Regions from separate parts of the Mus musculus genome. Here regions 2, 3 and 4 are each linked to region 1. A link is a contact called in public HiChIP or PLAC-seq data. All regions are on one chromosome and are shown on one strand. The core of a region is the stretch at or near the end of the contact, and the rest is flanking DNA. Distances in the headings are between cores, read along the strand shown. Region 1 overlaps Gm51545 (a long non-coding RNA gene). Region 2 overlaps Cdh1 (cadherin 1). Region 3 overlaps Smpd3 (sphingomyelin phosphodiesterase 3, neutral). Region 4 holds the start of 1110028F18Rik (RIKEN cDNA 1110028F18 gene).

Region 1 (6,916 bases), core at 2,558-5,057:
ATGGCGGGGTGGGGCGGGGTGGGGCAGGAGAATGAGGGTGACAGGCGTGAGGATGCAAAGGGAAGTTGGAGCAAGGCATTTGGAAGACAGCCTCCTGATTAGCTGGATAAGCCAAGGAAACAGATTCTTCCCTGCAGCTTCCAGAAGGAACAAAGTCACACATCTGGAGACGATGTAGCTCAGAGGTAGCACCTGTGCCCAGAATGTACAAGGCTTAAAAGGGAAAAAATGGAGGGAGGGAAGGAGGGGGAAGGAACCCTACCAATCCTTCACTGCAGCTCAGGAAGACCCACTTAGACATGTGATCCCCAAATCTGTATTATCTTAAGCCACCATGCCTGGGGCATTTTGTTACAGCATCAGTAGTAGAAAATGAGCAAGCCAGCCTTTGTTGTATTAATTAAAAGTGAACCACTGAGTCTGGCCCACATTCACCGGGTGTGAATGCACGTAATTACTAGGAATCGTTTCAGAAGCGGTCTATCACATTGAATAAATTGACATGAACCCCATTTTACAGGTAGACAAACTGAGACCCAGAGGCCTTAAATAACTTGCCTGAAGTCATAGAATTAATAATGGTGGAATCAGTTCTGTCTGACACTTAGAATAAATTCTAAAGTCCTTGAAATTTTTTATTATATTATTTTGGAGGGGAGGGCACATGAGGAGGAGGTCAGAGGACAACTTTCAGGAGCCAGTTCTCTTCTTCCATCATGTGGGTTCTGGGGATGTGTCCTAGTTGTCTGGCTTGGTGGCAGGCACTTTACCTGCTGAGCCATTTCAATGCCCCCTCCAAATCCTTTTTTAAATGTCCGTGAAGACCCACGAGAGCTGGGCTAGCTTCCCTCCCCAATTTTAAACACACCATACATGTCCTCACCTCCTCAAAGGCAAGCTGGTCTTCCCTGGCCACCATTGACAAACACAGTGACTTAGTGTGTCAAATTACCTGCTAATGTCTGTTCCCACCACTCCCATCCCTCATGAGGATGGAGCCCTTCACGTTTTTGTTCGCGGTTGTGTCCGGGGCACACACAGGAAGTTTTTAATAAGAATTTAGTACAGGAGTGCGTGTTCTTCATAAAGAGGTCAAAGAATGGCACACATTCTTCAACTCACTTCCCTGAGCTCATGAGGATTAAAGGAGATTTTTTTTTTTTTTAATGACACGGTTTACAGTCATAGGTATTTTAAAGAAATGAGTTTCGATTCTCCTACCGACCGGCAGGACCCGGGGGCATTCACAAGTTTGAGTTCTGACAGTCCTTTGTCTTCACCTTCTTCAGTCTGGCAGAGGGCTGAGCAAACCAGTAACCGGTGCCACTTTTTGATAATAACTGACTAATTTCTTTCCAGACTGGTTCTGCTGGGCCCCACATCTCCACTCACCGGTAAAAATCGTTGGCCAGAAACTGCAGCTCTTCTAAGACTGGTCACTGTTATTTATCTAGGGTGTGGCCATCTTGAGACTGGTACGGAAGGTAGAATTCTTTGTCAGTTGACAATTCACTGTCTCTGGCCTCAAAGTCACTTTGTAGCCAGCCCAAGGCAGCTCAAATTGGTGGCAGTCCTCTTGCCTCAGACTCCCAGATCCTGGGGACCACCTGGGGGTCACTGTGGCTATCTCATGCATTTCTTTGTAGCCCTATCTCCCCCTTTACCCACCTCTGCCATGTGTTTATCAGTATCTTTGAGTTTTTGTATGGCTGTATAAAATGGGTAGTGGTCCTTCATGTTAATATGACTTTACTTTAATTGTTTTATATTTATTTCATATCAGCACGCATACTTGCTGTGGAAGTATAGAGGTCAGGAGATAACCTGCGAGGGTAGCTAGTCTCTGACTACCATGTGTATCCTAGAGAATGAACTCAGGTTGTTATGGGTAGGGACAAGCACTTTTACACCCTAGGCCACCTTACCAGTCATAAATTCTTTTCTAAGAGGCATCTTGCTGTTACTAGTCAGCTGACTCGGGAGGGCCCGTTGGTCTTCTCAAATAGAAATCATAGTTAAAGGGAGGTAACTATTTTAGTATTGGTAGACCCGGTCCCTTGAGTGTCAAAAGCTTGTGGGCTGGCTGACAGACTCAGAACCGTATAGCTTTATGTCCCAAGAACTAAAAGCTAATGGCTCCAAGCTTTAGGGTCCACAGACCTATGGCTGTAGGGACTCACCCTAGAGGCTTTAATGTCTCTGGGCTTTGTCAATAGACCAGCTCTCAGTAGCAGCCAGTGTAACCTCAGACTCAGAAGCAGCAGCAGCAACAACAACAACAGAAGCAGCAGCAGCAGCAGCGAACATCACCTAGTGTTGGAGCTCTCAAACCTCAGCCATATCCCTTTACATCTTGCATGCTGCTATGGGTGTAAGGACCATCAACTCTCAAGGCTTAGCAGCTTCCAGGAACTCTTCCAGCGGTCAGGGCCTGCATCCCTCATCTTTGGCCTTGGATAACCTCTATTTCCAGGGTCCTGTATCATCTTGCCTGTCTCTGCATCTCTCTCTGGAACTCTGGATGCCCTCTTGCCATTGCTGTTGCTGCCACGGCTGCTTTGCTTGTCTTCTCACGCTACCAGCTCAGCCCACTGTACCTGTGATAGAAATCAAAAGTAAGCAAAGAAGTTTAGTCTCGGCACTCAGGAGACAGAGGTGAGGGAACCTCTGTGAGTTCAATGCCAATCTGGTCTACATAATTTCCAGACTAGCCAGGGCTACATAGAGAGAAACTATCTCAAAAAGGAAGGAGGTAAGAAAGGAAAGAAAGGAGGGAAGGGAAAAGAAAGAAAAGGCCATTCAGGAGATACCATTTGTTGACTCTTAATGTTATATCTCCGGAAAATAGCGAAAAAGGGTGTCTCCCAGCTCACCTTAAAAGTAAGCTGAAGGGGCTGGTGAGATGGCTCAGTGGGTAAGAGCACCCAACTGCTCTTCCGAAGGTCTGGAGTTCAAATCCCAGCAACCACATGGTGGCTCACAACCATCCATAATGAGATCTGACTCCCTCTTCTGGAGTGTCTGAAGACAGCTACAGTGTATTTACATATAAATTAATCTTTAAAAAAAAAAAGTAAGCTGAAAACTTTGGTTCTATAACCAAGTAGTAGGTGGGGGGGGGGGGCAAGAATGTCTGTACCAGTTATGGTGCAGCCCTTCATGCAAATGAAGGACTGTATTTGTGCCAATCACAGCATAGCCCTTCATGCAAATGAAGGACTGTATTTGTGCCAATCACAGCATAGCCCTTCATGCAAATAAAAGGAATGGTCTACAGCAATCGGTGACTTTCTGCTGGGCAGGGGTGAAGGTGGGAAATGGGGAAATGGAAGTGGGGGTTGGGGTGGGAGTTCTTTCCTCTTGTCTGAATGAGAGTTCAAGAACAGCCAAGATAATTTCAAGGTCACCAAAACTTATCTTATTATTGGTTGGTTGATTTTTCTGTAGATAGAGCTTATGTAGCCCAGGATGTTCTCAAAATCTATATGTAATGGAGGCTAACCTTGAATTCTTGGCCTTCCTGTGTATATCTCCTTCATTCCAGGATACAGAACCATGCCTGGCACCAACACACACACACCAGGAGTTGCTCTCTTTTGTAGAGCACTGCTTTCTAAGCCAGTGCTTAGAAACTATGTAGACCAGGCTGGCACTGAACTCACAGAGGTTCCCTGTCCAGAGTAGTCATGACTGGAGCACATGTTCAGCTGTGGGGGTAGTTAAGACCTTGGCCACAGCTGAACAGTCCTCAGAGTATCAATAAAGTAAATCCCCCAAAGCGACCAGGCTGTGACAAGGGCATTCCAGCCAAGGACCAAGGGAAGGGCTGCTTAGGTAACAGCTGACCGAGGCTGCCTGGCACGAGGGAAGGGCCTGTCAAAGAGCCAGCTCTTGGCAGCTTAGTCATTCCCAGAAAGCATTCAAAGATTGTTTATAATAAAGACTTAACAAAAGCTCAACACAGAACTAACAATTCTAACAGTCTTTAATGCTATTTGGTAGTGCTTAATAATGCTTAGTGGTGCTTAACTCCTGCCCCAGTACCCTAGATTGAGAGACTGTTCCCGAATCTGGCCTAGCACCATACGTCAGGTCCAGTTTCTTCCTGAAGTAGCCAGCTTACAAATTTCTCCTGGTGGGTCTCCTGGGAGTCATATCTTTGAGTTCTTTCTGCAATGAATGTTTGCATCCCTACAAAAGGTATCCACCGGGGATGGAATAAATTCGGTGACTTTTTGGAAACAGCCAGCCTTTGGGAGGTGATGATTTAGATGAGGTTATGAGTGGGAACATGATAGGATTTGGGACTTTTTGTTTATTTGCTATAAAGCTCCAATTAGCTGGGCTGTCCTAGAACTTCTGGTTGGCTTCTCTCTCTCCCCAGGTGCTGGGATTACAGGTGTGTAGCACCACACCTGGCTGTGAATTTGTGCCTTTAGAAGAAGAGGAAGTCAGGGTCTGAGAAGACAGTTGAGTGGGGAAAGTGCTGGCCTGCTGCCTGTGCCCTAGACTGACCACTGCCTGACCCTACTTGCCCTTGGAGGCTGGAGGTAGGGTGGTGAAGAATCAATAGCACAGACTCCAGGAGCAGGTGAGAAACTCAAGCAGCAAGCTCATCTGAACACAGCTGCAAGCTCCTTTAATACCTTCCACCTATGCCCCATTGGGCCTAAGAAAGCGGCTCTTCTAAACAGCAGTTCCCGATTGGCTGGCATTTTCTGCATCAGCAATCCTTGGTCTCTCAGGGGGTCCTCGATTAGGTCCTCCTGCCGGAGATGCCTTTGTGGCTGCGCACCCTCCCCCTGCCTCCCCCTGCCTCCCCCTGCCTCCCTCTGCCTCCCTCCACCCCAGCGTTTATGCAGAGGTGGCCTCACAGTTCCTCCTACACTCACCAAGAGAGCATCAGTAGCACCCTCATGAAAGCCAGGCACAGCAGTATGTACCTGCAGTCCCAGCACTGACAGGACAGGGAGACTCTTAGGCCTTGCTGGCCAGCCATCTTAGATGGATTGGTAAGCTCTAGGTTGAGCAAGAGACCCTGTCTCAAAAAATAACATGGAGAGTGATTAAGGACACATGACAATCTCTGGCCTTCACACCTCCACATGCACACATGCGCGCGCACACACACACATGCAAGCATAGACTCACAAGAGGAAGATAAGAAAGAGCAGGAGATGAGACGCCAGAGCTCTCTGACTTTGCTCATACCAAGCAAAGACCAGGGAACACACAGAGGCACTGGCCACCCTCAAGCCAGGAGAAGGGGACTCGGGATAAAACCTGCCTTACTGATCTGGAACCTTCCAGCCTCCAGAACTGGACATTTCTGTTGAAGCTACCTGACCTGTAGGCATGCCCCTGTAACTTATCAGCTGATTGGCTTCCTTGGCACTACCCAAATAGAAATCATCATTAGAGAGAAGTTGCTATTTAGTGTTGGCAGACCTAGGTAGGCCCTTGAGTGACAAACGGCTTGTGGGCTGAGTTGCAGACTCAGAGCCTTATAACTGATCCTGAACTTCTCAATAAAAACAAAACCAAACCCAATGTTTATCTCAGGCTTTAAGTTTGCTATAAACTAGTTTCCCTCCCTCTCTTCCTCCTTCCCCCTTCCCTCCCCGCTCCCTCCCTTTTATTTAATGTGTATGTATGAGCCTGAGTATATGTATATGTGTTGCATGCATGCGGTGCCCACAGAAGCCAGAAGAGGGCGTCAGATCTCTCAGAATGGTAGTTATAGGCAGTTATGACTTGCCCAATGCAGGTGCCAGGAATTGAACCTGGGTCCTCTGCAACAGCAGCGAGTGTTCTTAACCACTAAGCCATCTCTCTAGTCCCAAGGTAATTCTTACATGGAAACAAATATCAGGTTTACTTCTTTCATTCAGTTGTATCCCTTGTTGATCTAAGTTGATGTACGTTTAGTTCAGAATCAACAAAATTGTACTGTATGGATCTGCACAATACGTGTTTTAGGTCCTGCTGCCTGGGGGGGTCTCTGTTGTAAGAATTCAGCTCTGTTCTTAGGTCACACAGCAACCACATGGCCTGGGGGTGTGGGTGTGGGTGGGGGTGTCTCAGAAAGTAGCGTGTTTGCCTTTTAGGCACCACACTCTGAGTTTGAGCCCCAGCACTGCATACACCAGGCAGATTGTTTACAAACCTGTAATCCTAGCCCTCTGAAGATACAGGCAGGAGGATCACCCTCAGCAGCATAGACAGTTCAAGGCCAGCCTGAAATACATGAGACCTTGTTTCAAAAACTAGCAGTCACAGACAATTCGTAAATAAAAGATTAAAGTTGTGGGCCAGTGAGATAGCTCAGCAGGTAAAAGCACTGTACTGGCCGGTTTTGTGTCAACTTGACACAGGCTGGAGTTATCACAGAGAAAGGAGCTTCAGTTGGGGAAATGCCTCCATGAGATCCAGCTATAAGGCATTTTCTCAATTAGTGATCAATGAGGGAGAACCCCTTGTGGGTGGTGCCATCTCTGGGCTGGTAGTCTTGGTTCTATAAAACAACAGGCTGAGCAAGCCAGGGGAAGCAAGCCAGTAAAGACCATCCCTCCATGGCTTCTGCATCAGCTCCTGCTTCCTGACCTGCTTGAGTTCCAGTCCTGACTTCCTTGGTGATGAACAGCAGTATGCAGTGTAAGCTGAATACACCCTTTCCTCCCCAACTTGCCTCTTGGTCATGATTTTTTGTCCAGGAATAGAAACCCTGACTAAGACAAGCACCTACCACCAAACTTGACCTGGATTCAGTCTCTGAAACCCACACAGCAAGAGGAAAGAACCAACTCCCAAAAGTTGTCTTCTGACCTCCACATGCATACCAAGGGAGCACATATGCCCTTGAGTGACCTTGAACTTGTGGTCAGTTTGTCTCATCCTCCTGGAAGCTGGGACTATA
Region 2 (6,916 bases), core at 2,450-4,949, 180 kb after region 1:
CCTGGGTACTTTAACAGGTGGGGCAGGGTCCTGAGTCATAGAGAGGTCTCACCTGGGAAGGTTTCTCTTTCAAAGAGTGAATCAACCATGACATCACCCATCTGGATCTACACCCTTTCAAGCCGTCTCTCTCCTTAGCAAACAGGAATCTAAAAGAGGAATAATAAGGTGAAAGCAAACTGGAAATAGGACAGAACAGACAAGGGAAAAAGTTAAAGAGAAAGCTTAAGAGACGCAGACACAGACGTTTACATGCAAACAGGGGGTCCATAAAAACAAAACCGGAAGCCGTAATATATGTACATGGCCTGTAAGATTAGAAACAAATGTCCTGGCACAACATTATGGGACAACTTCCCAAGCTGCTGTTGAGTTTGTTTTGTGTTGGCCGGCATGGGCCCTTAAACTGAGTGGTGTGTTTCTCTCTTAGAGAATTTTTCATGAACTAGTTTTTCATTTGCAAGTGGTTAGTAGTTTGAGATAGCTTCTAGGTTAGGGGTGGGGCCGTGTGTCCACTTTACTCAGCTCTAATGTCCCCCGTTTGGTGCAGACCCCTGCAGACCCTATGCGTCCTGCCACAGTCTCTGAGTTCATGCCTGCATTGTTCAAATTGTGTTTCCTTGATGTCCTCCAATCTCCTCTTTGCTGGGCTCCCTGGGGCCCCCAAGGTGAGGGATTTGGCAGAGGTATTCATTCCATTTAGGGTTGATTGTTCCAAGGTCCCTCACTGTACGTGTTATTTGTCCCTTCTCCCTGGCTTCCTGCTCAGGAGTTCTGCAGACATGGCTGGTGTTTAGTAGCTTCTTGGTGAAGTTCAGGTAGCCAGTTTCATGACCACCCAGCTCTCAGGCCTGACTAAGCCCGTGGAGAAAGCCCATAAAATAAAGGGGGTGAACTTCTAATCTACATCTGAAAGGAGAACCCCTGTCTACATCTACCTGTTACCCTAGCCATCGGGGAGACTGAGGCAGAAGGATCTAGCCTGGAAATTTAGGGTGAGTCTGGGCAGCATTAGGAGACTATTTCACAGTGAAGAAGGAAGGAACTCACTCACACCCTTGGTGCACCTCACAGGTCTCTGGGCTCAGATTGGAGTCTTTGGTTTTGAAATTTCCTCATCATCGGCCGCCTCAGCTGGTTTTTCTTCTGGAGTCTGTTACGCCTTCTCCCCTTTCCCCCCTTCTCTTGCTAATCCTTTCGCTTGAACAATAGGAGTCCTTAAAACCTGGGAGGGAAGTAAATACCTTTCAGATGAGACCCTGTCTTAAGAGGGGGAAAAAAAAAACAAAAAAACCCTAGGGACCGGGTCACCAAGTGTCAGGTTAATCAGCAGATGTCAAGATGACTCCTGAGTGCTTGCTCTTTCTTCAGCTGGTGAAATTACAGCGGCAACATAGAATGACAGTCAGCAGGGAGGGAGGAGAGGGCCTGGGTGGCCTGGACAGCGGCCCCTCCTTGCCATTGGACCTCAGTAAATTGCTTAACCTCAGTCCGTCTGTCCCTTTACCTGTGAAAGGAGATAGGGAGCCAGTGAGCTAACATTCATTCACTTCTGCTTTCAGTGCCTGGTGCTTAAGCATATGGAGGGGTTTGTTTTTGGTTTTTGTTGTTGTGTTGTTGCTGTTTTTGAGAGAGGGTCTCTATAGCTCAGGCAGGCCTTAGAATGATGATGTAATCCAGATTGGCCTCCAACTTGAGATGATCCTCGTGTCCCCAACAGCACTGGCTTTACAGGGGCCGTCTGCTTTGTCTGTAGATATGGTGATAGGAGTCTGATTTAGAAACTTCCTTGTTCTCCTCTTCCCGAATCCTTCCTCCTGAACAATAGGAATACCTAAGTGCACAAGTGCAGGTGCCCAGGAGGCCCTGAGACAACCCCCCCTCCCCAGCTGCGAGCCTTCTCCGGTGGTGCTGGGAATCGAACTGGAGTCCTCTGCAAGAACAGTATGTGCTCTTAACCACTGCACCATCTCTTCAGCCCCCTCTAGTTCTTTAGTTTGTACATAAATTAGCAAGTTCAGGGAATGCAGAAGAACTGGCCAGGGGTCAGAGCCAGACTGGAAACATTTTTCACCAAACAATAGCTACAGTGTTCATGGCGTGCCTCCATTGAATACTAAACTAGCTGTTGATGTGTGACTTTGATTTTTAATCTTTGCACCAACTTTAGTTACTATATAGATAATTCCATTTCCAAATGATATATAGTGGAAGCTTGTAAAAGCTGCTTACTATCCCAGGGTCCCCAGCCGAGATCTACATGATAAAGCTACTCTCAACCCAGCCTACATTCCCCCTCCCTGTGCTCAGCCCTACCTGGGGTTGTTCACTTTCAAGCTCCCAGGAAGGAACCTGAGCGCTCCCTGCCCCCATGCAGTCCATTTCTATCTCTGGTCCTTTGGGTACTTGGAGCCTCAAGCTCCTGACTGCTAATGAAGCCTGTAACAGAAGGGCATTACTTACTGCCCGCCTTGTGCTCCCTTGAAATCTGGTCACCTGGAGGTGGAAGTGGGCAGTGCTTCCGTGCTTCCGTGCTTCCGCTTTCTCCCAGCTCCTTTTAATCACTATTTTTTTTTTTTCTTTTCCAAATTACTACCTAGGAGTTTTCTAGTAATCACTTTGGTGGGAGTGGGAGGGGGAGTGGAGGCAGTTAACTCTGTGAGTGCCAAGGACAGTTGTTGGACGGTGGTAGTGATGGAGGGGAGGGTGTTCACGGTGAGGGAACTCTGTGGAGTTACGTAGCTGGCAACAATGGGGAGAGACGGAGCCGCACCACCACAGACGCTTTGCATGAGCAACTATTTTGTTTTCTGTAGATGTTTTCCAAACCTTAAACTCTGTTAAGTCTGAAACTGGGAGGGGAACCTCTCCACCAAAATCTAAATATGGATCAGAGATAAGGAAACTTCCATAGTCTCCAGCTCCCTCCCTGACTCAGTGGCCTCTGTGACCAACTCCACGTGACTCTAGTGGACACCTTCCTGGTGGTTTGGCTTTTTTTTTTTTTCCCCATTTCATCTTTTAAATGGAGTTTTCCATGAATAAGAATATAAAACTGCGGGGGCTGGTGAGATGGATCAGCAGGTAAGAGCACAGAGGTCCTGAGTTCAAATCCCAGCAACCACTTGGTGGCTCACCATCGGTAACGAGATCTGACTCCCTCTTCTAGAGTGTCTGAAGATAGCTACAGTGTACTTACATATAATAAATAAACAAATCTTAAAAAAAAGAATATAAAACTGCTTCCTTCCCAACAGGCCTTGGATAGTTTTGTCTGTGGGAACAGCTTCCCATAGGAAAGGTGCTTTTGCTACTTCCGACCGTCACACACTCCTCCTCTGCACCCCGTGAGGGCCTCCCAGGAGTTTTGTGTTGGTCACAAGCCTCCCCATGTCCCAAGGGGGTCTGGAGAGGGATCTGAGGTGGTGGAAAGTGCTGGGGTGCCAAGTTATCAGACAATGGGCACATTGAGAATGCAGGTGGGGCCAGGCCTGTGTGGGCTGGAGCAGCTGTCGGAGCCTCAGGGGGTGCAGCTCATGCGCAGAGGGAAGAGGCAGTCTCTCTGCTGGCTGAGAGGGGAGGGCCACAGTAAGCAAAGGAGGGGGGTGATCCCCCCCTCACAAGATTCCAGAGCAAAGGGATGTTTGAACGATGACTCACATGACAGGGGCGGGGTCTGTGAGCAAACTTCCTGTTGGAAGCTTGTTCTTGGTTCCTGACTGTCCTTCCCAGGTCATAGAGACTGTCTGCAATAGGGCTGGGGCCTGTTAGGATGCCATCGAGGTGGGAAATCCTGGAGAGCTTGGAGTAGCCAGCAGGCCCTCTTCCCTCTCCTGCCCCAGGCTAGCTGGAAACCCGCGAGGAGGAAGGGTGTGTTGTTCCCTATCCCATGGAGAGGCTTGCATGGTCAGACCAGGCCTGGTGTGACCTCTGGGGCTGCTCTGTGACTGCCCTGTTCTGTGACTGCCCTTCTCCCTCCCAGCCCTCCCCTTCCATTTGCTTCTAGATTCGTCTAGGAGCCCATCTCAGCAAATGGCAGCATCCTCGCTTACCAGACATCTTGTTTGTTTGTTTGTTTGTTCATTCATTCTGGGCCTGAAGATGGAGAGCTGTGGTAGGGGAGAGCTCAGAGGCTGGGGGCAGCCTTAAGGGCACAGCCAGGACGGAGCCTCTGAGCAAAGGGCAGTGTGTGTAGAGTCAGGTAGGTGGTGGGCAGCAGGAGACAGGAGGAGCACAGAGGTAGGTGGCACTGTACAGAGGCCCTGGCACCATTTTGTGACAAGGACTCTCAGACCCCTCTAGCCTATTCCCCCACCCCCACCCCCATTACAAGCAGTAGGGTCTTAATAGCTAATGGCTTGGACACCAGCCTCTGGCTGCTCTGGTTCCCAGCTGGTCAGAGCCCTTGTTCTCCTTTGGGTTCTGATCCAGGTGGCACAGGGTGGGGGCCCTGATTCACATTCTTGATAGTGCCGCTAGGTTCCCTGCTACCAGCTGGCACATTCTGTCTTCCTTTCCAGCAGGTACTTGGCTGGGCTTCCTGCCCAGCTGCTAGACCTACTGTTAGGTCAGCTCATTGGATGCTTCCTCCAGGAAGCCTTCTCTAATCTCCATTCCCTTGGCTTCTTTTCAAGAGCAGAAGTTCACTGGCTTCTCCTGTTTCCCCAGAGTAGCACCTGGTGTCTCAAGTACTCGCTAAGCAGTTAGGAGAGGTGTGAACTGGGCCTCAGGGACCCCAGAGACAGGAGGGGAGGTCATTACAGGAAAGTCGGATTCTTTTCCTGGCTTTGTTCTTATAACCATCGTGTGTGTGTGTGTGTGTGTGTGTGTGTGTGTGTGTGTGTGTGTGTGTGTGTACGTGTGTGTACGTGTGTGTGTGTGTACATGCGTGCGCGCACACGTGCACGCGGCTGATGCCCTCTTTCTGGCCACCCTTTATTTATTTGTAATATTTATTTATTTATTTATTTATTTATTTTTGGTTTTTTTGAGACAGGGTTTCTCGTATAGCCCTGGCTATCCTGAAACCCACTTTATAGACCAGGCTGGCCTTGAACTCAGAAATCTGCCTGCCTCTGCCTCCCGAGTGCTGGGATTAAAGGTGTGCGCCACCACTGCCCGGCTTCTGTTCACTCTTAAGCGTACCCAACAGCCCATCCTGCACCAGCCCAGAGAGTCTGCAGAGTCCCCTGTGAAAATGTGGGCAACCTGTTCCTCCTGGCATCAGGTGGGGAGGAGAGGCAGATTATGCAGAATCAATCAATAGCAATCAATAGGTCCAATGCGGAGGAGACAAAGGATTGAGATGAGACAGGGGGCGTCCCACGTCCAATTCCTTTATTGCTGCAGTCCTTTCTGCCCCTCTTTACAAACAGGAGACTGAGGTTTAGAAAGGCAGGCTAGGGTAGTGGGTGGAAGGGTGAGGTGAACCTACAGGGGAGACTAAGGAGCCAGATGAATGGGGAAAGGGAGGCAGCCTCTTAATCCTTTTGTCTGTAGCTCCATCTTTGGAAATGCTGAGTAATTAATCAATTGTTAAAGGGCTTTCTGCCGAATTCTGGGGAAAGCCTTTACTTTTAATGAGCTGCTAGTCTGTCTCTTCAGTGCTGGGAATGAGTCTAGAGCCACCTGTCTCCTAGGCAAACACTTTACTGCTAAACTACTAAGCTCTGCTCCCCCACACTCCGGGTTAGCCTTTACATCTGTATCTGTCTGCCTCTGTTGGGATTTCAGGTGTGTGCCACCCCCTGTGCTCCTCAGTGTATTTCTACAGGGTGGTGGTACCTAAGGAAAAATCCATTCCTAGGGACTCTGACGTAAATATTTGGGATGAGGTCTGTCAAGGACTGGGCATTTTAACTTCACTTATTTTTATAGCCCTGAGGGTGGACATGGGACCTCTTGTAGGCTAGGTAGGTTTCCTTCCTTTTTTCTCCCCTTTTGTTTCTTTTTCTTTTGACAGGGTCTTTACTAGCCTTGGGCGGTCTGGAACTCACTGTGTAGACTAGGATAGCCTCAAACTCCTAACGGTCTGCCTGCCTCTACCTCTTGGCCTAGGGCTGTGGACTGTCTTTTTGGTCCTACTATAAGGATCATCTGGACCAGAACGCACGTTCTCAAGCCTACGCTGGGGAGTGCCTCACCTAGAAAGCTTAAAAGCGTAGACTCTCGCTGGATGTGGTGGCTCAGGCCTTTGATCCCAGTACTCAGGAGGCAGAAGCAGGTAGATCTCTGTGAGTTCCAGGACATCCAGGGCTACATAGAGAGACATTGTTTGCCCCCAAAGCACAGACCCTGACAGGCCTGTCCATCTTAAGGAACGGAGGCCAGAGACCTGTTGGTAGTTGATGGTTTGATGGTTTATTTAGAAACTCTCCCTGATGGTTCTTGACTTGGGGAGTGAGGAGAAGCCACTTCAAGTTGTAGACAAGGTGTGTGTGTGTGTGTGTGTGTGTGTGCAAGTGTGCCAATGTGTAAGTGTGTCTGTATGCCTTGCACACACACAGTTGTTTCAAGTGTGCTATGTAGCCAAGGATAACACTGAACTCTGAATTCCCCTTTATCTGTTTATGGGCACACATTTCCCCCCTGAGGGATATAAATTCTCCTTGAAGTGTTGATTCACCCCTGAAGTAGAATCAGGTCTAAAGTGGGGATGAATCTCAGGGTCCTTCCAGGTAGAAATGTAGGGCAACAATGACAGTACACTGTACCCTCCTCCTCCCTGTCCTTCTCCCCGCTTCTTTTTTCTTTTTGAGCTCTGAGTGACTGGAAGTCATGTAGATTGGCTGGTCCCGATCTTGTGCCTTTGCTTCCCGGGTGCTGAGAGTCGTGTGTTCTGAAGAACAGATTTAAGCAGGCAAGCAGGCTATGTAAGATGTGTGACAGAATTCCAGAGTTGAAGAGGCTGGATGGC
Region 3 (6,916 bases), core at 2,759-5,258, 160 kb before region 1:
GACTACAGAGGACACTGCTGGGGAAGCTGGGATGGAGCTGGATCCTAGGTCTTTGCCTGAGCCTCCACTCATCCCAAGGATCCTGAGATAAGGGGTAAGAACCTTCCTACACCAGACCCACTGCAGAAAGTTGACTGAAGCAGAAGCCATGGGACTTGTACCAGTCCTGTACCCTTGTGAAGGCTGAGACCAGGATAGCAGAGGAGACTTGGGGTGAAGGCTTTCTCTGTGATGAGGATGGGCTCTGAGACCACCCAGCTCACAGGCCTTCCCCCACTAGGCCTCAATGGGCAGAATTGGAGCAGACCTGATTCAGGAGTAAATAGCTGAGCATGTAGCTAGGCCTGAGCCTATGTCCTCTAGAGTTCTGAGCTGCTGCATGCTGGAGCATGGGTCTGAATCCAGACTTAAGAACAGTCCCAGTAGAGGCTCTTGGAACTCCCTAGCAGGCCATGGTATTGTCTTCAGTGAGATCTGGGGAACCCAGTGTGTGAGAGGAGCTACCTAGCTGAGCAACTGCCAAGGACATACCAACATGCCCTACCTGTACCAGGAGTCTCTCTTCAGGCACAGTGACAAGAGTAGCCCCAAATCTCTCAGAACCTGTCGCTGAGGCCTTGCTCTCAGCAGAGTTCCTGATCTCTGACACAAAGGCTGTCACCAATGGTTTGAGAGCTAAATAAGCCAAAGACTATTCTTTGCCTCTGAAGAAACAGCAACATGTTTTCTGGAGGAGGAGGAGACTTGCTGACATCCTCCTGAAGAATCATTCCATATCCAGCCCAGATTTTTCTGTGCCAAAAAACATTTAACAAACTGTGTCCCAGAGAAGGTATGCAGCGATTAACCAGCAAGCAAATTAAATCAGTTAGACAGCACACAGCAATCTTCCTACAGTACAGCCCTGGGCAGCTGAGCCTAGGTGTCACTCTCTGCTGAGGGTCAAAGGATTTTTGTCTCGGACCCTTTCAAAGACTTCTGACCGCTGGCCACTGTTATACAAAGAGACTTCTGCATATACCAGTATAGAAGCCCTTGACTCCAAGAGAACCGACCATATTCCCTCCCCTTAAGAGAGGATGCACAGGGCTGGGCGGTGGTGGCACACGCCTTTAATCCCAGTACTTGGGAAGCAGGGGCAGGCAGATTTCTGAGTTCGAGGCCAGCCAGGACTATACAGAAAAACCCTGTCTTGAAAAAAAAAAAGAGAGAGAGAGAGAGAGAGGATGCACAGAATAACCAAGAGCCACTTGCATAGGGCCCATGTGCGAGGCTGCTCAGTGTCCCAGTCTATTCACCTGCAAGGGAGGTGAGGGCTGCTGGAGTCTCGTACAACTGCAAGCCAGTCATCTGCCCACATCAAAACACAGAGGAGCTCATGGCTCCTGTGGTTCTCCTGTGCTCATCATAAGTACTGCCATTTTTCCCATCCTCAACATCAAGAGTCTCTAGGGACTCTGGGTTTCAACTATGTCAGCTGGTCAACTGGTCAACTCACGCTGGCAGTGACTCTGTCTATACCTGCTTTGGCTATTGAGCTCTGTACTTCATTTTTTTGTTTGTTTGTGTATTGTTTTATATATACATGTTTGTGTGTGTGAATGTATATGTGTTTGTGGTGTGTGTGTGTGTGTATGTGTTTGTGTGTGTGTGTGCGCACACACACGCACGCAAGCACTTTCTCACCTGTGTGGGTGTGCTTGCCCATCACTGTAGGTATGGAGGCCAGAGATTGATATCATTTCTTCCTTAGTCATTTTTTTTTTTTTTTTTTTTTGAGATAAAGTCATGGAACCTGGAGTTCGCAGTTCTGGCCAGGCTGGCTGGCTGGTGAGCCCTCAGACCTGCTTGTCTCTGTCTCCCAGCACTGGAGTTACAGATGTGTGCTGCCACACCTGGTTTTACATGGTATACTAGCTAGTTTTATGTCAACTTGACACAAACTAGAAGCATCTGAGAAGAGGGAACCCTAACTGAGAAAATGCTTCCATAAGATCCGGCCATAGGGGGCTGAAGAGATGACTCAGCGGTTAAGAGCAGTGACTGCTCTTCCAGAGGTCCTGAGTTCAATTCCCAGCAACCACATGGTGGTTCACAACCATCTGTAATGGGATCCAGTGTCCTCTTCTGGTGTGTCTGAAGACAGCTACAGTGCACTCATATGCATAAAATAAGTAAATAAATAATTTTTTAAAAAAAGATCAGGTCATAGGCAAGACTGCAGAGCATTTTCTTAATTGATGCAATTGATGGGGAAAGAGCCTAGCCCATCATGAGTTGTGACACCCCTGAATTGATGGTTCTGGATTCTGTAAGAAAGCAGGCTGAGCAAGCCATGAGGAGCAAGCCAGTAAGCAACACTCCATTGCTTCTGCATCAGTTCATGCCTTAAATGTCCCAGGAAGGCCCCCACCAGACAACCCTGGTTGAATTCTTGCCTTGGCCTCCCTCAGTGGACTGTGACTCAGGATATGAAGGCCTAAGAAACCCTCCCCTCCCCAAATTGCTTCTGGTCATGGTGCTCCACCCCAGCGACAGCCACACTAATACAACTCCAAGTTTAGGTCTCATACTAGCACAGCGGTCATTTAAAACACTGAGCCAGTACCCTAGTCCTGCTTGTTTTTTGAGACTGAGGCTTTCGGTTTTGCTTTGGTTTTTTTTTTGAGACAGGGTTTCACTGTAGCCCTGGCTATCCTGGAACTCATTTTGTAGACCAGGCTGGCCTCAAATTCACAGAGATCTGCCTACCTCTGCCTTCTTAGTGCTGAGATTAAAGGCGTGTGCCACCATTGCCCTGTCTGTGACTATGATTTGATGTTCTAAAATATTATTATGTAGCCCAGGCTGGCCTCCAGCTCACAATACTTTTGCCTCTTGCTGAGTAGTTCTGATAGAGCGTGCAGGAGTCTTGGCTCTGGCTGCAGCAGTTCCTATGTACATAGATTGCTAGTGTGGATGAAATACATTTCTACACAGCAGTGACTTCTGAAAGGATTGGGCGTGCTTTACTTTGGTAAAAGTCTGGGCAAACTTTTCCCTTTGTCCAGACGTCTCTTCAAGGTTGCATTTCCTAGTCCCCTTGTGAGACAGTTCACTTAACAGCAGGTGTCAGAACTTCCATAGAGTTCTCTCCTTCTGCCACATGGACCTGTGGGGTTTGAGATTATAGCTACTCCATCAGCCAGGGCCCCAGATTACCACTATATAACTGGACTCATAAAGCATCTTTGATTTCTAGATAGGGTTTCCTACATCCTGGTCTGACTTTGACCTTACTATGTGGCCAAGGATGACCTTGAACTTTTGCTCTTCCTACTTGAACCTCTTAGATATTGGGATTTCAGGCATGAGCCACCACAGTCGGTTCCTTATGATTGTAGGGATTGAACACAGGCCTTCATGCCTGTCAGACCAGCACTCTACCTTCAAGCTATATCCACAGCCCCAGACAGCCTCTGATGATAACCACAGCACTGACCATCCCATTTTGATCAGCAGAGGAAGGCAAGGTTTTCTGTATAATCGGTCTCCCTGCTTGACTCCAGAACGCAGCCTTAATGAGTGACAGGCTTTGGTTTCTAGGACTACATCCAGATCTACCTCTGGACTCCACTTTCTTCATCCCCATTTCAGTGATGATAGCAATGTCTCTCTGCTCAGACGCCAGGCTAGGAGGAGGCCCACTGCTCACTCATCCCTTCACTGTTCACTCCTGCTTTGTGCCCAGATCCTCTGGGACCATGAGGCACTGGGACTCTTGAGCCTTAGGCTTTTCATTTTTAATGGAGATTTTTCTGCTCAGGGAGAAAGAGTTTGACGTCAGTAGACAAGAAATCCATAAACACAGAGAAGAAAATCCATGTGAATGGATAGAAACCTCTATAAGAGGTTGATCTAGGGGCCGGCAGGGCCTACAGAAGACAAGCAGGAAGCAGCAGGATCAGGTCCTCACAGGTGGACCCATGTTGAGACAGAGCCAAGAGCCTATGCTTCATGCTTGGGGCCAGAGCCAAGAGGTTGGGTGTGGCCAGATACTATGGGGTAGTAGTGTTGGACAGCAGACAGGGTCAAGGCAGAGAAGTTAAACAAGGAACTTGGGAAGCAGAGTCAGATATGGTTTCTGCAGGTGTTTGGTGAGAAATGCTGGTGACCATGCACGTATGGAAGGTGCAGGTGTCCTCCAGAGGGTGTGGGGATGGAAGGGTGCTGCATATTGACTGGGCAGGGCAAACGGTGAGCAAGGGAGAGGCAGGTAGAGCAGAGAGATCGAGAACTGAGTGTGGACACAAGAGAGATGGAGCCACACAAGAGCCACTCCTGCCTCCCAAGGCCACTCCCTTAGTGACCACAGTGACTGCTTACAGGCAAGAAGGACACAGACACAGGAAGATTGGCTCTGGACTGTGGGCAGGAGAGCGTGCTTCTGTACCCACTGAGTCCCCCTGAGTGGTTTGTTTGCCTTGTTTTTACTTTTTATTTTATGTGTGTGGGTGTCCTGCCTACATGTAGGTCTGTATGCAGTATATATGTCTGATGCCTTGGAGGCCAGAAGAGGCGTTGGCTCTCTGGAACTGAAGTTACAGATCGTTGCGAGCTGCCATGCGGGGTGCTGGGAAGTGAACCCAGATCCTTTGGCAGAGGAACCAATGCTCCTAACTGCCGAGGCAGCTCCTCGAGCCCTGGTTTGTTTAGTTTAAAGATAGTACACCGGCATGTAGCTTAGGCTAACCTACATAACCATTCACAGTGTGCTGGTGCTATCCGGAAGCTGCCCTCTAGCTGGCTGGGAGTGAACAGCCCAGCTTGAGGCTGCACTCCCATTCATACAGAAGAAGTGGGGGCAGTGTATCTGGGTGGACTTGCTGTTAAGTTTTCAAAAGAAAATCTCCGTAAAGACGTCAGCACTAATGAAAACCCAGTTCATGCGGTTTTGGTCAGAATCGCTTTAAGAAATAATCCCAGGAGACTGCGTGTAGTGATACACACAATCTCAGCGCTCGGGAGGCTGAGGCAGGAAAGTTAAAACTAGCTAGCCTCAGCTACATAGTGATGGGAACTTGTTTCACACAAACAGCAGTAAAAATTAGATCCAGGGGCTGGAGACGTGGCCCAGTGATTGATTGCTTAGCATGTTCAAGACCTTGCTCAGGTAGGAAAAGGAAAGGCAGGAGAGAGGAAGAGAGGACTAGACTCTAAGGCTTTCCTTTCGGCTCCTTGATTTCTGTTTCCTTCTTTTCTGCCCCTGGTCCCTTGTCACTGTGCTTCTTGCCCTCTCCCTGCTCTCACAACTGTCCCTCTTGAGAGCTCTGTGATGTTGCCCTGACTCTTAATGCCCAACTTTCCCCTGTCTCTCTTCAAACCCCTCAGGTGACTCCTCATGGGACAACCAGCATAGGTGCTTCATGACCTTTGACCCCATGTAGTTGACTGACAGTTTCCCTTCAGGTTCATTTTTCCTCTTGTTTTCCTAACACCAGCGCGGTCTCTCAAGGCGTCACCGAGCCATCATCCTCTTCCATATCCCGCCTCCTCTCAGAAGCCCGCAGCTCTGCTTCTGGGGCTCTGGAGCTGGATTGCCACAGGCATGCCCAGCCGCCTGGTCCTCTCCTGCCACAGACCACAGCAGCCTCCCCTGACTTTCCAGCACCTCGCCCCTTCCTCTGGCTCGCCTGCTCACTGCTGGGATCTTTCTGAATGACACAGTAGACCACACTGCTTCCTCTTAAGCCTTCAGCGGCTCCTGCTGATGCTCCATCTACTTAGGGGAAAGCAGGCTCTGCCCAGCAGCCTGACTTCTGTGTTTCCTGCTTCTGGAGCCCCAGGAGCTCAGACCTGAGCAGTTTCCCATGATGCCTTTGCAGGTATGGTTGCCTCAGCCCTCATCTGTGCAGAAGGATGTGGCTCCAGCAGAGGTCAGCCTCCGGAGCACAGTGGTGTCCTCTCTCTGTCAAGTCTCAGCCAGTCCCCACCTATGGCTCCCAAGATCACTGTGGACCTTTGATCTGCCTAAAGCAAACATCTGTCTTGGCAGTTTCTTGGTTTTATGCAGCTTTGCAGTCTGTACACCAGAAAGGTGACCAGCCCCCATCACACAGATTTGACCAAAGGACTCTGGGATGGAGCAGTCTTGAGAGCAAGAGAAGGGCAAGATGTATGGTGACACAGGACCAGGGGCAAAGAGCAGAAAAATTGAGCAAACGAGTGCCCTTACTGAATTCCCTCCTAGCCCCCACTTTCTGGCTTCCTTTCTTTCCTTCTTTTCTGACTGGAGGCTCAAGCTATGTCAACACATCCCATACTTTAAGCAAGTGGGGTCTGGTAGGTTGTTTCTTAAGACCTGAGGACCAAGGAGTGATATTCCACTCCTCTCAGAGGAAGAAGGCACTGTTTTCTAACTCTGAGGACCGATGAGGAGCGAGGTCAATGCCCCACTCCTGCCCACAGACATCATCTGCCCCTAATTGTGTGGCTGGTCGGGACGTAACAGGAAGCCTGCTACCTGCCTGACAGGGGCAACCCTGTGCACCCTGACCCTTGAACCACGGCCAGAATGGCTTCAGCTCCTCAGAGACACCTGCAGTCACTCGGGAGCTCAGACTTCCTCCCCTTCCCTTCCTTTCTCTCTGTATGTTGAGATGGGGCACAGCCAAGAACCAGGACATGGTAAAGACCTGAAGGAGACTGGAAATGAGCAGAGAAAGCAGAAATAATGGATCTGCCTTTTGGGGCCGTGTGAATAGTTAGTTGTCCAACGCCTTTGGAGAATGTGTTCTTATCACTAAGTCAGTACCTCAGACACTAAATGGGTGCAGCTGACCCCACTGTACAGATGAGGAAACTGATTCAGGGACATGAATGGCACTTCCTGAGAGGCAGCAGCTGAATCATTTGACCCGTTTCCCTTCTCTCTGCC
Region 4 (6,916 bases), core at 2,684-5,183, 150 kb after region 1:
AAGAACTAACAGCTGAGCTGGGCTAGGTGGGGCATATACCCAATACCCAGCACTTGTGAACAGAGGCAGGAGGATCCCTGTGGGTTTGAGGCCAGCCTGGTCTACATAGTGAGTTCCAGGACAGCCAGACCTAAATAGAAAGATCTTGTCTCAAACAAACAAACAAACAAACAAACAAACAAACTATCCCAACTCCCAACCACACCCCCCATACCTCCCCAATAAAGAAGAAGAAACAGCAGAGCAAACACAGCTAAAATAAAGTTCAATTTAATGATGATGATGATAATAATAATAAATTCTTGCTACGGGTAGGTTGTAGTTTCATGGTGGATTATGTATGAGGTCCTAGGTTCCATCTCAGGCGTTAACAAACAAAACAGTACTTCCTATTGTTTTCAGGGCACAGGGAATCTACAGCCCACACCTGTGTTCAGTTCCTGCCTTCCCCTTTGATGTCATCTTTTCCTCAGGAGTCCTAGCATCTGAGGGTTTCCCTGAAAGTGGTGATCTTTGGCCTTTCTAAGAAAACTCTGGTTCATTCATTTTTATGGTTTTTTTTTTGTTTGTTTTTTTAAGGACCGGGTTCCCTGTAGCCTAGGTTGTCCTCTGACTCCTGATATAGCTAAGGATGACTTAGAAATTCCGGTTCTTTCTCCTCTTTCTACCAACACCTGGATTACATCTGTGCACCACAATGCCTGTTTTAGGCAGTATGGGGCTAGAACCCAAGGCAAGTACTGTTTAGAGCTGAATTACCCCAGGCCTGCTTCATCAGTTCAGACTGGTATCGTTTCCACTGCCAAGTCTTCCCTGAGCCTCCCAATCACACCGTGTGGTTAGTCATTAATCACTCATTACTATGGCTGGTACCTAAGGACCGCAAAATAAGGCTCTTCTAGTGGTTGACACCTAACCAGAATAATGAATATGCCTGTCTCGGTTGCTAAAATACCGTGTGGAATGTTTTCCTATTGGTTAGTAAGCAGTGCCTTCCCTGGTCCAGCAAGGCTTCTTCATTTTTCTGCCAACCAAAAGAGGGAGTGGGAGGGGGGAGCCAGACACAGCAGGTGGCTTGGAACCCTACCCCACTACCCCACTACCCCACTACCCCACTAACCCAGTACTAATTCCTGATTCATTAGTGGCCAGGAGCCCAGCTCTGCTAGTTGTTAAATGTTGGCAATATCATCTTGCTTATTGCTCTTCTTCTTTTCTTTTCTTTTCTTTACTTTTTTTTTTTTTTTTTTGACAGGGTTTCTCTGTTCTGGAACTCACTCTCTTTGTAGACCAGGCTGCCTCCCAAGTGCTGGGATTTGGAATTAATTAGAGGTACCCCAACTGGCTTCTTTCCTTTTTTTTTTTTTTTTTTTTTTTTTTTTTTGGTTTTTTGAGACAGGGTTTCTCTGTATAGCCCTAGCTGTCCTGGAACTCACTTTGGAAACCAGGCTGGCCTCGAACTCAGAAATCCGCCTGCCTCTGCCTCCCAAGTGCTGGGACTAAAGGCGTGTGCCACCACCGCCCGGCTCTTCTTTCCTTTTTAAATATAAAGGCACATTTTAAATCCCAGCACTAAGGAGGCAGAAATAGGTGGATCTCTGAGAGTTCGAGGCTAACTTGGTCTACATAACAAGTTCCAGGCAGTCAGGGCTATATATTGAGACCCTATCTCAAACAAAACCAAAACAACAAAACCAAAAAGGTGTGTGTGTGTGTGTGTGTGTGTGTGTGTGTGTGTGTTGTGTTTGCCATGTGAGAGCAGGCACCTGTTGAGGCCAGAAGAGGATGTCTGATCCCTTAGATCTGGAGTCTCAGATGGTTTGAGCTGACTCGTGTAGGTGCTGGGAACTGAACTTTTGCTCTTAGTATGTGCAGGCGGCACTCTTAGTCACTGAGCCATCTCAACAGTCGCTCGCCCTGGATTCTAAGTCCCTAGTTTCCTTGTCTGTTAGCTCTAGCAGACCAAAGCTCCTCACAGACAGAAACGGCCCTTCCTTGTTAGCTCTGTGCTTCCTGCAGACTGGTGGCTCAGTGAATGTTTACTGACAGACGGACGGGCTGACTGAACAAATGATCTCATTGAACAATACGGGCCTCTTCCCCTTGAGTCTGGACCCTGGAACTTTCCCAGACTGCCTTGGACACCTTGTTCTTTGCCCTTATTTTATGGCTCTGGTTTCTTAACCCTGACAGGAAGTTTCTGCCACCTGCTTTAGTCTGCCTCCAACCGGGCCAGCTCCACCTTGCCTCCTATAAAATGTGGAAAAACTAAATCCCAGCCCTTCTACCAACACAGGCTTAAGTGGCACTCATGTGTACACGCACACTCAAGTGCAGAAGGTCACTCAATGCTTACTGAGTCTGAGATGACTGACTTACGGAGGTTTATATGGGGTTGTCCAAGTTTTAGCATGTAAAGTCCTTTGTCTTGGGAACCCTTCATCTCTGGCAAATGGAGACAGTTGGTCACCCTAGCACTAAGGGTCATTCTATGTAGATAATGTTATTGCCCTTTTTTCTGTTGCTGGTATTTAGCACAGTGCCTGGTCCACTATATCTTACCCCAGTTTGCCTACTACTGGCCATGGATAATCTTACCACCTCTCAGTTTCCCTAAGAGGAAAGAGGAACCGCTGCTTCCCATGCAGACTTCCCTAATACGAGTAGAACAGTTTGCAACCCGGTGCCTGCCTTGGCCTCTCAAGTGCCTGGCTTGCAATTTTTAATCATCATGCATTATTCAGAACATTTATATTTTGTTCTGTAACTGTAACTATTCCTCCAGTGCTTAGTCTGGAGATTGAGCTGAAAATTGAAAATCAATGGACAGGACCCATAAATTTCACTCAGTTGAGAACTAACTCCAAGGCTCCTATGGGAAGAAATGGCAACCAGAATACTATATAGCCTCCAATGCCAAGAAGTCCAAAATTATCTGCTTGGCAGTGCCACCCATAATCCTAGCTACTGGGAAGACTGAAGCAGGAGGATCACCAATTGGGCTATGGAGCAAGGTCAAAGCCGTATTGAAAATTTAATGAGACTCTATTTCAAAATAATAAGAGAACAAAGCTGCCAGGTTGGTGGTGGTGTATGCTTTTAATCCCAGCACTTGGGCGGCTGAGATGGGTGGACCTCTGAGTTCAAGGCCAGCCTGGTCTACAGAGCAAGTTCCAGCACAGCCAGGGCTACACAGAGAGACCCTGTCTCAACTCCCCTGCCCCCCACCCCCAACCAAAAAAAAAAAAAAAAGGCTGGGAGCTCCAGGGGTGATGCTCAGCTGGCAGAGCTCTTCTGAAGCAAGGACAAAGTCTTGCGGTCCATCCCATAGACAGAATATCCAGGGTACTTGTGGTAGCTCCCCAGAATTAGGGAGTTGGGAATAAAAGAATGAGAAGTTCAGGATCATCCCCCGAGTGCCAGATCAGCCTGGAGTATGAGACCTTAACATGGAAACATGATGGTTCTTTGGAAAGTTGGTTGGATAGTTTTGCTGGGGCAAACATTCGAGTTTGAAGGAACATTTCATTAAAGTGGACCCAGGTGTGAAAGGCTAAGGCGGACTGAAGCAGACACAGGAGAGAGGATGTTCTGCTAAAGCAAGCATGTGAAAGGGCACGTGATGAAGGACTTTTCTTTTTTTTTTTTTTTTTTTTTTTTTTGCTAACATGTATTGGTCTGCCTCCCATTGCATGCTTTGAGCTGCATTTGTTGGGACACCAGAGAGAAATGCACCAAAAAGCTTCTGAGGGTGTGCTGCAGTTTGTTGCTGCTTCCAAGGACTTGGGCTGATTGGATGCGCATGCTGAGGCAAGACCCGTCTGAGGCAAGATATGTGGAGGACACGTGATGTTTGAAGGAGTCAAGGGATAGTAACAGAGGCTGCGCTTGGCTTGCTTATAGAGCTAGCTGTGCAACGCTTATGGGTGTGGCGGCTTTGCTGATGTTCGTTTCCCTGAGAGAGGCATAGCTGAGAACTTCTCCTGGCATTCCTCCTAATCCCTCCGGCTGACTGGAGCCCAGGCTGAAGCCTGGCTGGCTCTGCTAGGTCTTGTCACCACTGTTACTAATCCAACTCTACTGAACTGGACTGCTGGTGTATCCATGAAATGCTTGTGAGTGAGTAGAGCTTCGGCTGCCTGGTAACCTGTGACCTGAACTGATTTCCAGAGAACCTTCCTAAACAGGTCTACTCTCCCCTGACCCCTGTATCCTTTCTTTTTCATTACCTCTGGTGGCTGGTGAGCTAAAAGGGAGGTTAAAGCATCATTAAAAATAGGATTTAAAGAATTAAAGTTACAAGACCTTATCTCAAAAAAAAAAAAAAAAAAAACAAACCAACAACAACAACAACAACAACAACAACAAAAAACTAAAGCAAAACCAGAAAGAGCAGGCATGGCCTGTTGTGGTGGCACATGCCAGTAGGATCTGCTGAAAGAGCAGGCATGGTGACACACACTGTTAATCCTAGCACTCTGGAGGCAGAAACAGGAGATCTCTGTGAGCCAGCCTGGTCTACATAGAGAGGCTTTCTCAAAAACAAACAATCTAACTAATAAATAAGTAGATTAATCAACTCAATTAAATGGGCTCAAACTTTCTAGGGTTAGAAGAAAACTGGGAACTTCTTCTAGGCTTGTTTGTTATCTTAGAGGGGAAACAGAGTTACTGAAGGAAAACCATTTTGCTTTCAGATCACACCAGCCAGTTCCCTACAATATGTTCTGGCTAGCTCCTGGGAATTGAAAAAAAAAAAAAAAGTGAGACACAAAGTTTCTTTCCTCCCTTGACGTTTTTTGAGGGAGGGTTTCATTGTGTAGTTCATGCTGGCTTGGAACTCCCTATGTTGGCCAGGCTGGTCTCCAATTTATAATCCTCCTGCCCCAGCCTCCTTAGGGCTGGAATTACAAGTGTGCATTATCATGCTGGCTTCAAAGTTCCTTATAGTAAGGAAAATTTACACACACACACATCCATGTACCCTGTGCGTGTGCGCATGTACACACACACCCACACACCACACATCACTTCTAGATATAGAATAATATATAGTCTAAGAAAACAATGTTTTAATTTAAAAAATAAAAGCAATTTGGGCACGTTAGCAAACATCTGTAATCCTACTATTTAGGAGATCGAGGCAGGAAAATCAGAAGTTCAGGGCTAGCCTCATCTACATGGTGAGTTTTAGACCAGCCTAGGCTACCTGGAATTCTAAATCAAACAAAGCAAAAGCAGAGTTGTTTGTCTCTAGACACTCCCCCAACACACACACACACACACACACACACACACACACACACACACACACACACACACACACAGTGAATTTCCAGCCCTTCCCTTGGTATCTGTGATTCTATCTAGCCAGGGTGAAACTGACTGTCAAGGAGCTATTTTCATTGGCTGGCAAACTTCAAGAGGGCTTGCCCTTTGGGAGGGGCTTTCTCTCTCCCCTAGGCTGGGTCTGATATTGGCCTGATTCCTCCACACACACACACCCCACTCTGAGAAGGGAGGCAGTCTCTCTCTCTCTCTCTCTTTTTTTTTTTTTTGTTTGTTTGTTTGTTTGCATGGAGGTGACACAGGTTGCTGCAGAGCTTTTGGCCTTAACAGCCGTTCTCAGTCCTGATCAGTCATCACTAAGACCAAAGTTATTTGTACAATGGGAGAGACCTACCACCCCTTATCAGGAGGTCTGACTGACTAACTCTCTAGGCTGGAGAGGGCCTGCTCTCTGTGGACTTGGCTCAGGAAAAGCCCTGGCCACTGAGTAATGTGCACTGTGGAAATGATAATAGTTAATGTTTACTTAACATTTCCTGTCTGCTGTGTTTACTTAGCTTACCGCACCTGGGGTGTTTTGTTTGTTTTCTGTTTTTTGTTTGTTTGTTTGTTTTTCTCTTTGAGACAGGGTCTCTCTCTCTACAGAGATTGGCTACCTTAGAATTCACTATTTAGTTGAGGTTGGCCTCAGACTTCCAGAAATCCACCCAGGCTCTTTCTCTGCCTCTTGAGGGCTGGGATTAAAGGCAAATGCCACCTCACCTGATCCTTAGAGCTACTCAACCACATAGCTGCTTAATTATTTTTCTTGGAAGGATGAAAGAACTGAGAGAGTCCAGAGAGAGGCCTATTTGTTTTGTTTTGTTTTGTTTTTTCAGTGCTAGGTTTGAACCCATGACCTTAGCCTTCGAGGAAAGCATGATACCATTGAGCTAAATCCTCAGTCTCTAGTGAGAGTTTAAATGGCTTGTTCAAAAGCTTGTGACTAAGAGGTGTGTGGTGTCAGATACATGCCTGTCATCCCAGCATTCAGCCGCCTGAGATAGGAGGACTGTGAATTTGAAGCCAATCTACATATAGCAAGACTCCATTTCAGAAAACAGAAAAATGGAGCAAGGGGACTGGAGGGTTGGCTCTGCAGTTAAGAGCACTTCCTGCTCTTGCAGGGGATGTGGGTTCAGTTCCCAGCACTCACATACCTGCTGACAACCTACATGGCACCAGCCACACCATGCACATATATACATGCAGGCAAAGTACTCAAACATATACAATAAAAATAAACGATCCTAGCCGGGCAGTGGTGGCACACTCCTTTAGTCCCAGCACTTGGGAGGCAGAGGCAGGCAGATCTCTGAGTTTGAGGCTAGCCTAGTCTACAGAGTGAGTTCCAGGACATCCAGGGCTATACAAAGAAACCCTGTCTCGATCCTTTAGAAACAAAGCAAACAGGGCTGGAGAGATGACTCAGCGGTTAAGAGCACTGACTGCTCTTCTGAAGGTCCTGAGTTCAAATCCCAGAAATCACATGGTGGCTCACAACCATTTCCGGGTCATCTATGACTACATAGTGGCTAGAGAGATGGCTTAACAATTGAGAGACCTGGCTATTCTTCTAGAGGTCCCC

The links. HiChIP or PLAC-seq counts read pairs in DNA pulled down with a chosen protein or histone mark.
Region 2: a contact with region 1 is called in a FOXA1 HiChIP or PLAC-seq map of pancreatic cancer cells. The contact joins two enhancer-like sites. A contact is called at or near these places in 4 of 39 promoter capture datasets (cancer-associated fibroblasts, cranial neural crest, maxillary cranial neural crest and 1 more), 4 of 484 Hi-C or Micro-C datasets (bone marrow-derived macrophages, embryonic fibroblasts, embryonic stem cells and 1 more), 13 of 115 datasets of contacts at active chromatin or transcription factors (embryonic basal ganglia, embryonic midbrain, embryonic stem cells and 5 more) and 3 of 9 other capture datasets (adipose tissue, liver and pancreatic islet).
Region 3: a contact with region 1 is called in a FOXA1 HiChIP or PLAC-seq map of pancreatic cancer cells. The contact joins two enhancer-like sites. A contact is called at or near these places in 1 of 115 datasets of contacts at active chromatin or transcription factors (pancreatic cancer cells) and 1 of 9 other capture datasets (adipose tissue).
Region 4: an HNF4G HiChIP or PLAC-seq map of pancreatic cancer cells shows a contact between it and region 1. The contact joins the promoter of 1110028F18Rik here to the enhancer-like site in region 1. A contact is called at or near these places in 3 of 39 promoter capture datasets (the 3T3-L1 cell line, the SN4741 cell line and frontonasal cranial neural crest) and 6 of 115 datasets of contacts at active chromatin or transcription factors (a beta-TC-6 cell line, bone marrow-derived macrophages, embryonic stem cells and 1 more).

Annotation. Positions count from the first base shown.
Region 1 is chr8:106,434,139-106,441,054 of GRCm38.p6, forward strand. Gm51545 (a long non-coding RNA gene) reads right to left here. Exons shown (of 3, transcript XR_003947445.1): 2 at 4,893-5,038; 3 at 744-2,597. Among named protein-coding and RNA genes, the nearest start is that of Zfp90, 22 kb to the left of the region's middle. Within about 2 kb of position 3,808, at least 22 of the 459 cell types and tissues checked have an H3K27ac peak or open chromatin away from gene starts, as enhancers often do. A contact at or near this core is called in embryonic fibroblasts and pancreatic cancer cells, where this site is marked.
Region 2 is chr8:106,616,157-106,623,072 of GRCm38.p6, forward strand. The region is part of intron 2 of Cdh1 (cadherin 1); the gene reads left to right. Among named protein-coding and RNA genes, the nearest start is that of Cdh1, 16 kb to the left of the region's middle. Within about 2 kb of position 3,700, at least 153 of the 459 cell types and tissues checked have an H3K27ac peak or open chromatin away from gene starts, as enhancers often do. A contact at or near this core is called in embryonic fibroblasts and pancreatic cancer cells, where this site is marked.
Region 3 is chr8:106,272,888-106,279,803 of GRCm38.p6, forward strand. All of the region lies in intron 2 of Smpd3 (sphingomyelin phosphodiesterase 3, neutral), which reads right to left. Among named protein-coding and RNA genes, the nearest start is that of 4930506A18Rik, 5.9 kb to the right of the region's middle. Within about 2 kb of position 4,009, at least 13 of the 459 cell types and tissues checked have an H3K27ac peak or open chromatin away from gene starts, as enhancers often do. A contact at or near this core is called in pancreatic cancer cells, where this site is marked.
Region 4 is chr8:106,583,210-106,590,125 of GRCm38.p6, forward strand. 1110028F18Rik (RIKEN cDNA 1110028F18 gene) reads left to right here and starts at 3,934. Exons shown (of 3, transcript NR_045470.1): 1 at 3,934-4,208.